Linked DNA regions of Rattus norvegicus: region 1 is linked to region 2. A link is a contact called in public Hi-C data. All regions are on one chromosome and are shown on one strand. Each heading gives the region's core, a stretch centred on a gene start, on an enhancer-like site or on the middle of the called end of the contact. The rest is flanking DNA. Distances are from core to core; before and after follow the strand shown. Region 1 holds the start of Tgfb2 (transforming growth factor, beta 2). Region 2 holds the start of Lyplal1 (lysophospholipase-like 1).

The links. Hi-C and Micro-C count contacts between places; a contact is called where the count stands out from the background.
Region 1: a contact with region 2 is called in a Hi-C map of the A7r5 cell line, with 4 times the contacts expected there. The contact joins the promoter of Tgfb2 here to the promoter of Lyplal1 in region 2. A contact is called at or near these places in 2 of 12 Hi-C or Micro-C datasets (the A7r5 cell line and mammary epithelial cells) and 1 of 1 datasets of contacts at active chromatin or transcription factors (oligodendrocytes).

Annotation. Positions count from the first base shown.
Region 1 is chr13:100,786,826-100,794,069 of GRCr8, reverse strand. It overlaps Tgfb2 (transforming growth factor, beta 2), which reads left to right and starts at 1,385. Exons shown (of 8, transcript NM_031131.2): 1 at 1,385-2,038. The coding sequence starts at 1,693.
Region 2 is chr13:100,184,857-100,191,813 of GRCr8, reverse strand. Lyplal1 (lysophospholipase-like 1) reads left to right here and starts at 2,480. Exons shown (of 5, transcript NM_001105986.3): 1 at 2,480-2,609; 2 at 5,770-5,869. The coding sequence starts at 2,516. It overlaps LOC120096370 (U7 small nuclear RNA), which reads right to left and starts at 1,402; the gene lies at 1,341-1,402.

The DNA.
Region 1 (7,244 bases), core at 136-2,635, 600 kb before region 2:
TTGTGGAATCCCTGAGAACTCAAAATTTAGGTCAGGAATCTCAGATTGGAAAGGCATGTCTTTATGGCTAGGCTGGAATGGCCTTGAGTGTTCTGGGGTTGAGGGGGGGGGAGGCAGAGACAGACACACAGACAGAGACAGAGACACAGAGAGACTGCACATGCGTGCGCACGTGCTCAATACAGGAGGGACTCAGTCTGGGAAGCTGCGAATGAATGATCCCCACTGTGTAGAAATGGGATGCTTTTAGCTGCTTGCCCCTCCACAGACAGTCCCTTGGTGATCACAGCGACTACTGCAAATTCCTCATGCCAGTAGCCCTCCCCTTCGGGCCATCCCTTTTCCACACCCCCTCAATTGTCGAGAGCTCGTGGTCTTAGTAACGGAGAACTTCTGACTGTAACCCTAGCGCGTCACTTTGTTGAAGGCAAACACGTGGTTTGGGGAGCACTTATAAATCTCTGCTCTGGGCAGGACCGTGATGTTATCTGCTGGCAGCCAAAGGTTTGCTTGGAGCGGAGCTGCTGAAGCAGCGGGCGGGAGAGCAAGTGGGAGAGGAAGAGAGAAAAGCCTCAGAGAGCTGAGCTCCAGGGCAGGCGCCAGGGATGGAGAGAAGTATTAGGGTTTAAGGAGACGTTCTGGTGCAGCCCAGCTGCAGAGAGAAGGTATCAGCAGAGGTGTATTTTAGGGTCGCAAGTACCTACTTACCCTAAGCGAGAAAGTGCAAGCTTGGAGGAAAAGCTAGAGAAGGGTGTGAGTCCGGGGACTGCTTGCAGCTAACGCGCCCAGGAGGCGGTGTTGTTCCACTGGGGGTTAAGGAGGTGGCTGATCTCTGTCGCCCTTGGCTGCCTGAAGCAAGAAAAGGAGGATCTGCTGGACCGAGCTGGAGGCTGGCCCTCTTTGCAGGCGGCAGCGGCGGCTGCAACGTGGAGCGACCCAGCCGGGTGTAGGCCACAGCACGGCCCGCAGGAGCGGGGGTCGTGGCTGCCTGCTCAGGCCTTGGCGGATCTCCCGGGCGGACAGTGCCCCACCGAGTCTCCGAGAGTGAGCCGCTCCGGGGCGCATCTGCCTCCCCGCGGCTCGCCAGGCTCGCCCTCGGCGCGCGCACACGCACGCGCGCACACGCGCACACATCCACACGCACACTCATCCACACACGTGTGGAAGGCAGGGCCCAGCCGCTCGGTCTTTGAACATCTCAGTTAGAGCCCGGCGCAGTCCCGGCCGCCGCTCAGCGCTCCCCGCGGCCCTGCGTGCCTCCTGCCAGCCCCCGGACCTTCTCGTCTCTTCCCTTTTGGCCGGAGGATCGGAGTTCAGATCAGCCACTCCGCACCCGAGCCTGACACACTGAACTCCATTTCTTCCTCTTAAGTTTATTTCTACTTCAGAGCCACTCACCCTCTCCCTTCCAGGAGAAAAAACAAACCTTTCTTACTCCTTAAAGTGAGAGATCCCCCTCCTGCCTCCCTAGCATCGCATATTAATATCTCCACGTTGGGAACGCGTTGCATTTTCTTTTTTAAAGGAATCCTAGCCAGGGACGTTTTTCTATTGGGCATTGACTTTCAACTGCTTTGCAAAAGTTTCGTATTAAAAACAACTCTACCTGACCCGCTCTGAGAATTACTAGTTTCTTTTTATATTTTTTTCTTACTTTAAACAACAACAACAACGTTTCCTCCTTTTAAAAACATGCACTACTGTGTGCTGAGAACCTTTTTGCTCCTGCATCTGGTCCCGGTGGCGCTCAGTCTGTCTACCTGCAGCACCCTCGACATGGACCAGTTTATGCGCAAGAGGATCGAGGCCATCCGCGGGCAGATCCTGAGCAAGCTGAAGCTCACCAGCCCCCCGGAAGACTATCCGGAGCCGGATGAGGTCCCCCCGGAGGTGATTTCCATCTACAACAGTACCAGGGACTTACTGCAGGAGAAGGCAAGCCGGAGGGCAGCCGCCTGCGAGCGCGAGCGAAGCGACGAGGAGTACTACGCCAAGGAGGTTTATAAAATCGACATGCCGTCCCACTTCCCCTCCGAAAGTAAGTACAGTTTCCGTGGTTTTCGCCTTTTCCGTACCCGAGTCTAAGGTTGGCCCGGAGTTCCTCAGATCCACAGCAGCCTTTAGGCGTTCGCCCTTTCCTCTCCAAGTCCCCAGGTCCCGATCGCTTCGTTTCCGTTCTGTCCTTCGTCCCTTCCACTGCCTTTCCAGTCGTGGGATGGATATCCACAAGCTCGCAAACTTCCAACTGATATTTTATTTATTTCTCCATGACTCCCTTCCCACAAAACGCCCCAGACCTTTTATAAGACGTTTGGATTTCTCCTCTTCCCTGGTCTACCAACTAGCGAATCAGCTCCCTTCTGTCAAAAGGAAAGCGCTTCCCGGGATGACTTTAGGCTAGGAGACCACGGTGGACTTTGTTTTCTTTGCCCGGTTGGCCTGCAGTGGGGGTGGGGGTGTCCCCCAACTGGTACACAAAGAGTTAAAAATAGTGCTTCCAAACTAGCCTTCCCAAAGGTGCCCCCCTTCCCCGCTGACCTATCTGGGGACTCCCCAAGCCTTTGCTATTGTCTCTCACTCCTCTAAGAATGTCACCATCACCAATACCGAACTGGATTGCAGGCGCGCGGGGTGGGGGTGGGGGTCACTCAAAACTCCTTAAATCCTCCCGGGTCATTTATTGCTCTCTCTAGGTGTTTTTACACCCAGTCCTCTTGCAAAACCGCGTTGCCAAGTCCCCTTTTGACCTCACTCGGACAGTTAGAAAGGATAAATACTGTTCTAACTGGGCTCAATTAGGTTTCACTTCCCGTTCGATTTTTCTAGGTAGCCCTCACTAGGCTGGGAGCAGGTCGTTTTTCTTAGGGGGATTCTTCGTGATCCCTTTCAACCTTGAACTCCATACTCCAGAGCTTTCACAAGCAGCAGGGTCTTCTGTGCATTCTAAAATCGAGGATAGGAAAGACAACTACTTAAAAAAAATATTTCCCCCTGTTTTGATGAGAGTAATAGCTTCGAAAACAGCTGGCATACAGTAGCTGTGGTTTATTGTGGAACATTTTGGGGGGAAGGGAAGAAGTACAGATTTGTTTCCGAGTTCTTTGGGGGGGAAGGGAGGGAGGGAGGGAGGGAGGGAGGGAGGGAGAGAGAGAGAGAGAGAGAGAGAGAGAGAGAGAGAGAGAGAGAGAGAGAGAGAGAGACTGATTTTGCAGCAGCAACAGCATTGCTACCTGAGAGGGTTAAACACCAGGAAGAAACACTAAAAGAAAAAAAAAAACTTCAGCATCCCTGCGTTCCAAGTCCCTGTCGTAAACTTCTCATTGGCTGATCTGATCTCTCCTCCCCTTCCATGCCCTATATCCGCGCTGGCTGCCTTTGTGAAGTCTCAGTGTCTTGCCTAAATAGATAATGCAGCCATGTTAGTAATTTTATCCCAGAAGTTAGAAGTGCAGGGTGGTGCTTTTCTCTTCTAATATTTATTTTTAGTTAGACAAGCCATAGCTATTCGACTTGCCGCGTCTTGTACTCGGTGTCCTCAGAGTGTCGGTCTACCCATGTGTCTAACCACACTCTGGTCACTTTTCCTATCCTGTAGTGTCTCTTGTTGTTTAGTGGCATAACAGATTCAGGGAACCCTGCCCAGGCAGGATGGTTTTCTTATTATAATTGTGGCCCTATCCACCACAGTGGTGATACAGACACTCTGCCCTGTTTATTCCCCCTGGGAAATAAGGATTTCTATCTGGGGCGGAGCCACAGTGATGTTAGGGAAGGGAGTTCATTGTAATTAGTCCAGAGCCACTGAGGCTGAGTGAAGGGTGGAATCAGTTAGCTTTCTCCCACATGTGTGTGTTGATTCTGCAGACATTTGGGCTGACAGACAGGTATGCTATGCGGGACTGAATAGCTCCCTCCTTCTTTGGTGTTTACATGCAACAGCTCAGATTAGCTGTCAGGAAGTTTGCAAAGAAGAGGAAGATCCAATCTCACATTGCATAGGTGTGCAGGGAGCAGGCCCGCCCAGGCAACCACTTCAGTCTGTTGCATGAAGATGAGCAAAGACAGGACAACCCAGCACCAAGGTCATGAGCAAATTAGAAAAGCTCCTAGGTTATAGGGAGGGTTTGAAGAGCATCAATAACAATAACATTAACATGTGGGCTCTTCTGTATCCCACTCCTGAACCTCCAAATAAAGGCAAAACCTGTGCCTGTGCTCACACACATAGTACTATACCCACGCACACACATAGTACTATACCCACGCACACACATAGTACTATACCCACGCACACACAGAGTACTATACCCACGCACACACATAGTACTATACCCACGCACACATATACTATATGCACACATGTGCTATTGTTTTTATGTGAAAATAGATATTTAAGAAGATTGTGCTCGGTGTAGAAGCTTAGGAGTGGAAAAATGTGTTAATAGCAGCAGAGGCAACTCAACTGTGCAGGTGCTGTGGATAATTTTATAGAAAGTATGCTAACTGATAATTTTATATAAAGTATGTCAACTGATTTTCCAGGACTCCCTAGTCCTGGACTATAGTGAGAGCTTCCAAAGAAAAAAGAAAAAAGGAAATAAAAAGAGAGAAAGAAAATAAAACCATTCCATTGTATTTTTAAAGCACGGAGAGTTGGAAGGGCAGGGCTGGCTGGCTTATATACCAGCAGTTTCTGCCTCACTATGGTGTGCGCAGGGAGGGCATGTGCCTGCTACATCTTGCAGTGAGTCTGAAGAGAGGGTCATGAGCCCATAGAGAAGTCATGGGAAAGATCACCGCCTTTTTTTTTTCTTCCACCAACTTATTAGCGTTTAGGGAGTGACTTCAACTCAAGTATTACAAATATGCCCTAATTATGGTTGGTGACTATATATCACTACAGATGGCTGATAGCCCGTGGTGGGACATTTTATAAAGTTCAGACTCAATATTTTTAGCAATGTGGAGATTTAAAACCGAAAATACAAGAGATATTGTATATGCCCTCAGGCATACTTTGTCTTAAATATTATCCTTGGCCAAGTGTGCTGTATAAATACATAGATATTAATAGAACTGGCCAGGTGCCAAGCTCCCAGTACGAATTTTAGCCAAGAATGTATTTATGGGGGTATAAATAATACTGTGTCAACATTTAAAGAAGGGATCTGATTAGTTTTGAATTTCTGCATATTGATCTTTTCGCATACTGTTAGTTTAAGACTCAGAGTGGAGTTGTGCTGAGGTTTACTGATAGCCTGCCCAGCAGGAATTAGTAGATGCCAAGGGCTTTGACTATTCCTTTGAAGTTCAAGGTGCAGCTATTCAAAAGACATCATATAAGACTTTAGAAATTCTGGGGGGGGGGGGAAAGTGACTCTTTTCTATCTAAGAGGAATCTTAGATATCTTTAATATCTAAATTGATATCAAAACAAGTACACACAAATCATAAGGGGAGGGGAAGTCATCATCTTTTTTTGTTTATTTTTATTTATTTATTTATTTATTTATTTATTGTTTGTTTGTTTGTTTGTTTGTTTGTTTTAAGTCTGAGGTTCTCCTGTATATCACTTCCTACCACTGATCTAGATTCCAAACCTTTTTGTTAAGATGGGGCCTCAGACTGTAACTGAAGCTGGTCTCAAACTTGTCATACAGTCGAGGCGGTCCTCCAACTCATGGCCCCTCGGTCCTCATCCTCCCTAGTGCTGGGACTACCTATGCTCACTGCCATGCTAGAGCCTCCCTCTGCTTCTCACGATGAAGCAGCCACATGACATGGGTCTATCTCCGGCAATGTCAGTTCCTGCTCTCTCCTCTCCTTGCTCCCAATGGCTTCCGCTGTGACAGCTGCTATGGTCTGAATATAATGTTTCACTGTCTTGAGGTGAGAGGCTGCTGCAGGCCTTCATTAGGTAGAAGCCAGGGATATTTCTACCATAATGAAGAAGGCAGCCTGCCCCTGCCTCCATATACCAGAGAGTTATTCAGCCTCAAATTTCAGTGTTGTCCATGGTGGGAAGCCACAGTTCCCTGGTATGCAGCCTGGGATGTTGAATTCTAGTAATATTTTAAAAAGTAATAGCAACAACAAAATACCTTTACGATCAAAGGATATGAAAATAGAACCATCAGATAGAGAATAATCAGAATAGACTACGGACTGGGCTATTTTGTATGACCTATACTTTATTATTGTGATAATGGAGCTCCTAGGTTAGAGACCTCCCATTTTCCCATTCACTTGCCTTCAGTAATGAACAGGGTTGGCCCCTCATTCACTAGGAATGCCAGGTCAGCACATAGGAAACAGAAAGAACAGAGGAATTATCTTGGATTTTCCTTTCAAATAAGCAGTTTGTGTTAATGAAGGGTGGAATCTCCAGGCTGGGCAGGCAAAGACAGTAAAAGATGACCACGCCAGCTTATTCTATCTCTGGGAATTTGGTGGACTGAAGTACACAGCCTGGAAAAATCACAAAGAGGTTGCCCTTCTAAACCTTTCACACGAAGGCTAAAAACATTTAATACTAAGCAATTCTCCTTCTCTGGCCCCCCTGTAATCTCCAATTGAAATTGCCGGACGTAGAACAAATGCCAGTGTCATGATGGTTTTAAGGAATGTGGCTTAGTATTCTATTCATGAATCTGTCTATATATACAGATTGCTGGCCCAATGGGCCAAACGCCAAGGAAGGGGAATATTAGGAGAACACAGTAGCAGCCTTACTTTAGAGACAGATTTTTGCCTTCTCTCCTAAAAGATTTCCTGTGCATGCTTGTAGATGAATGTGGGTCAGAGAGAGGAAGGGGGGTTGGAGAGTAAAGACTAGCTGGGACCTCTTGACTTCCATAATGCATAAGTTACTAATGCACAACGAGCAGACGCTCACTCCCTCCTTTTATTGACTCATGGCCAGTACTACTTCTAATGTCTCCTGTGGTTACACCTGAGTACCTCTGCATTCTCCTCCTCCCAGATCTCCTTCATTTTTACTTTGCAAAGTAGGTAAGTGAAGCCTCAAATTAAAACACAGTGTATAGCTGGACCAGGTAGGTAGTTTTGCTGCTGCCGCTCCTGAGTAGACCTCCGGGTTTTAAAGGCTGGGGGTCCTCCAAGATTAAAGGGCTTGTGGTTCGCTTAAACACACCTCCGCGTCTCCACAGCGTCTCCCGTGGTCAAAGCCAGGAAGTGCAGGTCTTGAAAATTGTCTTCTCCGTGGTGGAGAGAGGCTGGCTCAA
Region 2 (6,957 bases), core at 1,231-3,730:
TCCTGGTTGGCTTCTGGGATCATGTGTGGCCAACTTCCTTACATAGCCCAGCATCACCTTCCCAGGAAACAGTGGCACACAGTGTCCTGGGTCCTCTGATGTCAATTAGCAATGAAGAAAATCTCCCACCGGCATGCTGACAGGCCAAAGATATTTAAGCAATTCCTCAATTGAGTTTCCTTCTTTCCAGGTGACTCACTACATTGTTTCAAATTGACCATTAAAACTAAGGAAGACAATTAGGGTATTTTTTGGCTTACTTCTGTGGGCCAGTGGGAGAGTGTGGGTAAGGATTAAGAACCAGGGTCCTGGTGGAGCACACATGTTAGCCCAGGGTCTAACAACGACTCTGGATTATCTTGGGACAAGTTCCTTATCCAGTGAGCTACGTTGTCATGCGTCAGTAGCCACAGTTCAGTTGTGGGAATTTACCTATGTCATGGTTCAGCACCTCGTAAGGACTAGGTACACAGGCCTACTTAGTAACAGGAAGAAGGAGGAGGAGGAGGAGGAGGAGGAGGAGGAGGAGGAGGAGGAGGAGAAGAAGAAGAAGAAGAAGAAGAAGAAGAAGAAGAAGAAGAAGAAGAAGAAGAAGAAGAAGAAGAAGAAGAAGAAGAAGAAGAAGAAGACGACGACGATGATGGCGGCTACCAAACTGTTCTGTTCTTAGTTGACTATTTGTCTGTTACAAGGTAGGTCACAGAAAGGCTCTGCAGGAGTGAATGGAGTGTGAGGTGTACCAGACTGCTCTTCTTGCCTGCCTGCTGAGTGCTCTCTGGAACTGTTGAAAGGAGTGCAGGCCTAGAGACAGCAGTTCTCTTCCACCCAGCTCTCAGAGCAGAGCTGGCCCTGTTCTGAACTCAAAAGACTTCACTCTCTTACTCCCAGTAGCAGATCTGTGGTATAAAGAGAACCGACTCAGGTTCTTTCTAATTAGCTGATTAATAGCAATAATGGCATATAGGGCATCCCCACAACAGCACTGGTGGGGTACAGTACAGAATCGTGAGAGCATCAAGTGTATCCTAGCAACTGGGGATTGCTAGTAAGCAGGCTCGTTACTCAGGAGCAGGCAAATACCTTAAAAAGTAAGATGTAATTTATAATTGCTTAAAGATGCTAGATAGTACTATGTAGTTTAGTCCGATAAACTCTCTCCGGGGTTGCTTTGTCCAATTTTGCATGGAAAAAAAAAGAGAACTACTCGCTGGGGCTGCAGTCCTATTATTAAATTTTGTTTTTAATGTTTATGCAAGAGATAATTTCATTCTTTTGCCTATAATTAGACTTTTAGTGAAAAGTTACAATAAAATTGACGGTCATAGCCATTTTGGGGGTGGGGGGGGTTTCCGACCAAAGTCAGAAAACCTGCTAGACAAATTCTAAAAGAGCTGTAACACTTGGTCGTAGCCATTTTTAAAGGTAAAGTTTTGTGGCATTAAATAACTCAACAATTCAGGTAACTATCACCACTGTCCATTTCCTGAAAGATGTCAATACCTTAAACAGAAGCTTTGCAAACCCCTCCACCCCCCACGCCACTGTGGTCAACCCGGGCAAGGAAAGCCTTCATTTACTGCCTGTCTTTCATAAATTTGCCCACTCTAATAAGACAAATGGACAGAGTCAGTTAATTTCTCCTTTTCTATCTAGCTCCTTTAACCAACAGTATTTTCAAAGCCAGACTATTTTGTACACAAATTGGAATTCTGTCCTTTTTAGCAGTGGCCAACCAGTACTTACTGGTACACATACCATGTATCCTGTCCACCCTTATGTAGATGGGCACGGAGGTTACTTTATCCTTTGCGGACTGTGAATACCAGGGCGGACAGTGATGTAGGAGCCTCTCTCTAGGTGCCTGATTTGATCTCTTTAGGGAGGGGATCATCCAGAAATTGAAGTTGTGGGTCATTTGATCCCATACTTATTTTCACGTTACTTCCTGCTCCCATCAGCCACGCACAACCATCTCCAGCTTGTACTCATTCCCACCAGTCATTACCCACATTATTGCTAACAGCCATGCCAAGGAATGTGAAGTTCTAGCTCATTCAATTAGATCTGTCTGTTAACTATTAGGAAAAAAGAAAAAAGAAAAATAAAGACACACGCACAAAAAAATTATTATATGGCTGGCTCACCCTGTGTGCAAAAAGTTACGAACATCTGGTGCAAGCCCCAAAGTGGATGGTTATATAAAATATGGTTATATCTGTAAAAATTTAAAGGCAGTAATATTCCCCAAACGGGGTGATCCTGAGCTTTAGAACTGCAGTTTAAAACCTGCTGCGAATTCTCGGGGCAGAAGTTTATTCTCAGTTATTACAATGGAGGAACCTGACCTATGGAATGCATCTCACAGCAGAACACAGGGCAGCTCACTCCTGGCCTGATAAAGGGGCAGAACGCCTTCCGAAGCGCATGCGCACACCCATGCCGGCGCAGCTCGCCTGCGTGCGCGGCCCCGTGACGCTAGGGGCGTGGCCGGGCGCCTTGCTCTCGCTCTTCCGCCATGGCTGCATTACCCAGCGCTGTGCACCTTCGGCGTTGTGTGGTGTCCCCAGCCGGGAGACACAGTGCTTCGCTGATCTTCCTGCATGGCTCAGGTGCATTACAGTCTCGTGGTCTCCGCCCCGTTCGCTACAGCTGGGGAAGCACCCTCTTCTCGGTCCCCTAGGTCCCTAGTGCCAGCGCCCGGGGTCGGGAGGAGGCTGCCACTTCTCAGAGGGAGTCCTCTTTCCATGTGCTACCTGCGCGCGGGTGTTCTCTTTCCCTGTGCCACCTCCCCGAGGGTGTTCACTTTCCTTGGTGTCCTTGACCTCTCCACCCACAGCATAGCCTTCCCGGCTGTCCTTACCCCACCCCCAGGTTCAGGTTCAGGCACACCACCTTCTCTAGGCACATGGATACATGGATTAACCACTGTTTTCAGGGTGGACCACCAGTGATCTGACATACACACCCCAACACACACACAGAGTCATAAGCTGTTGTCTGCCTTCCCTGTGTCATAGAAAAGGTTGACTCTCACGGTGAACTTGGATCATATTTACACTGTGTCCTTTATGCTTGGCACCACCAGCGGGGTTTTCCATACGCCTCCCACCTATCCTTGATGGTCCTCCTCCCTGGTTTCCCCTTTTGCCCTCTCATGAAATCTCTGAGGTAAGTATAAAGTCGGCTTCATTTAGGGAGCACCCTTAGAGAAAAAAAAAAAACAAGAATTCCTGTCCTAATCCTTGCATTCACAGTGCTCCTTGGCCAGGGTAAGTTCCCAGGAAAGGGGGAAAAACTTGTTTTTAAAGAAATGAGATCCAGCCGGTGTCCTCAAGGGGCCTACCTAAATTTAAAAACAAAAACAATTCAATTAGTTTGAGTCAGCAGTGGATAGGAAATCACAAGATGATGCAGGAGCTACTGCCAAGTGAATAGTAAGGAAAGGAAAAGATGGACTTGGATATTAGTAAGGTGTTTGCGAATGAAGGGCCTGTCAGAGCTTTTCAGGAACACCGTATTTGAACTGAGGCGCGTGTAGGCTTAAAGGGAATGGCAGACTAGAACACGAGGGGATGGGGGAGTCTTCCCAGCGACACTGTGAGACGTTCTCTTCATTTTGAAAGAACGTGACTAGAAATGTTTACTTGCTGTTTGGTTGTGTGCCTGGATTTAAACCCAAATGTCTGACTCGGAATTAATATTCTGGGTGGGAGGGGGAGGGAAACCCTCAACTAGGATGTATCATTTTAGAAATAGAGTAATAAAAGTTGTGTAGCGGGGAAGACTTGGCTGGTGACTTACACCTTTATAGCTAGCTGGCTACTGATTCAGGACCCGAGAGCGTTCAGTGATGAGCATCCAAAAGTCCCACATTGTAATTCCTTCCCGTAATTAATTTGGTGTCTTTAGAAAGAACTAGAATTTGTTCTTTTTCCCCCTCAGGACCACTTTACTTACTGCTTCCTGACATTTTTATAACCTATAATGCATGTCTGAAATCAAAGTCATCCATTCTGAATTTTATACTTTGTGTGTGTGTGTGTGTGTGTGTGTGTGTCTATAAAACTTGCTTTTGTACATTAGGAAGAAAATTCATCTAAATAATTCTTCCAGATGTTCAGGTATATCACTCTTATATAACTGCATCTCCGCTGATGTATAAAAAAGGATTTTTAGGAGTTGACCTGTTCTGTTAATTTTTATTGTCACCTGGAATCAGGAGTCACCTGAGAAAAGAGAGTCTCAGTTGAGAAGTTGCCCAGTTCAGATTGGCCTGTGGCTATGTCTGTGGTGAATGGTCTTGACTGACTAGGAGGCTCCACCATTGCCTCCCCTAGGCGTATGGTTCTGGGTTGTATAAAACTGATTGAGCATGAGCCACAGGGACAAGCCAGTGTCAGCTGTGCTCTGTGCTTGCTGCCTCTGCTCCTACTTAACTTCCGGCCTCCCTCGGTCCTGGACTCTTACCTAGGAGAGTAACTTAACCCCTTTTCTCTCAAGTTGGTTCGGTTCTGTGCTTCATTACAGCATCAGAGACCTCGCTGGAATAAGGCCTTGGCCCTCTAGATTAGGGGGTAACAATTTTACAGTGGCCTTGAGCCTGTGTCCGGGTTACAGGAATAGGAAGTATTTGGCTTCTAGGTAATCCAAATATAAACAAACTAATTACACAGTTTTACCACGGTTTTGGAATAAGGTTACAAACTTTTTTTTTTTGTCATTTTAATTTTTTTCTTGAGAATTTCCTACTTGTAGAATGCGTACGAGTTTTTAAGAAAGAGAACTTTGTGAGTGGACAGATGAATGTTGTTTTGCACCACGTGTACTTGAACCTTTTTCTACTTCCAAACTGGGGGGGTGGGGGGGACGGTGCCTTTTATGGTGACGGATGTGGATGGTCGTCCCTTTGCTGGCTTCAGCCTCCCACATGCGTCCCTTAGCTCCATTATTTCCTTCATACTTGTGATTTCCTAAATGGATGTCTGCGCCCCACACTGATCCTTAAGGCTGATAAAGGTCGTTCTGTGTGTGTCTTGGTCACTTTCTCTCCTTATATTGTGTTTATGAGAGGGCTCAGTCAGATCTTGCTGAACTTAAACCCCAGGAAGTGGAAGCCTCATCCAGTAACCACTACCTTCTCCACCTCCCTTCACCCATTCTCCTGAGTGATACATAAGGCTCACTTAGATTCTTTCCCTGTCTTCATGCAGATAAGCATACATTAATTCTTACAGTATTTCCTTTCCGGCCTTGAGTAATATAGACTCGTGATATTAGGTTATGTAAGTATGTCTTGCACAGTTAAAAATCCGATTCCTTCACATTTAAATTTGAAGTACAGTGAATGCCTTACCCACCCCCTTGAAGACTTGTTTTCACCGGGAAAATTGTAGATCATGCCGGCTACAGCGGTGTAAGTCACATTGGGATTCTTTTTTAAGGGTAAGATGAGAAACAAAGAGTGTCAAACAACAGCTCAAAGCAATTCCGCTCTCTAAGAAGTTATTATGTCTACTGTCAACAAGGAGAAATGAAACTCAGCATGAGGAGCGCCTTCTAACTGATAAACATGGCCTCCAGACGTGTAGTAATGAAGATTGTGAGCTTAGTCAACTCATTCCGCTGTAAGAGCAGCTCTCCTTGACCTGTGGTGTGGGGATTCTTTGGGTTCTCTGTCCCAGCCCTCCAGTGACCTGAGATGTCCAGTACCTTCAAATGCGTTGTGCTGTGAAGATGTTTATCTGACGGTGGATTTTGTAATTTTGTCAGGTGACTCTGGCCAAGGACTGAGACAGTGGATCAAGCAGGTACTAAACCAAGACCTAACATTCCAGCACATAAAGATTATTTATCCAACGGCTCCCTCCAGGTACGCTACGCTCAATTTGGCCTCGAGGTATAACTCCATGGAATGAAATATATCAGTGTGCCAGCTTGATGTTTTTACCTTTGACTCCGTATTTGAGATTTTAAATTAGGGGGCCTCACCTCCCACCTGTAAAAATGCAGACTTTACTTTGATCTTGGCCTCATTGGCCAAGCTTTCCCAGGTGGCCGGCCGCTCCTCTCTGGGAATAACTCAGCTGTTCTGACTGACCCTGCTTCCCGTGAGTCTGCATAAAGCTCATCTCTCAGACACCCCCTTCCACCTCACACACCCCAAAACTTAATAACCTGGGCCAAGATAGTCTTTCTGACCTGGGTTCCCATTCCCGGAAAGGAACTTTGTAACATTGTTTCCAAATTTCAAAGGATGTTAACTAAGTACCCAGGTTCTTTGAATCAGTGAACCGGGATAGACATGAGGCACGGATGCCTGCAGGTGCATTTAATGGAAATTATAAAGACAGGAGTGAAGGAGTTTTGAGGCAATGAACTGCTTTTTATAAATATCAAATAACCATCCACATGGCCTTATTTACAAATTTATTTCTTGCATAACCAAATATTGTCTCGTGTCATGCAACCAAGTCTGATGTCTCATAGTCTAGTCTTGTTTTTGCTTCTGTTGTTTCTTCTGTTGCTTCACTCACTCATTCATTCACATCCCAAATGCTGTCCCCTCCCAGTCACCCCCTCACAGAGTCCCTTCCCATCCCTTCTCCCCTTCTCCTCTGAAAGGGTGGGGCCCTCCTGGGTGTTCCCTAACCCTGGCACCTCAAGTTCCAAAAGAGCTCGTTTGTCGTTAGTTTCCAGGGCGTTAAAAGGGAATGCTGACATTTCTGTGGACACTGGAAGGACCGTTTTAGGCTAATCATAAATGTGAGTGATTAAATAATAAGAAAGACATTAGGGACATGATTCTAAGAACTTATCTGTCTGTTTGCATCTCTTGCTAAGAATGTAATGGTTTTCATGCCTTGGCTCTCACGCATTACTGGTTGTAACATGAATTCTGTATCCCTGCTCTTCAAATTTTAAACCAGTAGTATTTTATGCTCCATATTGTCATGTGCT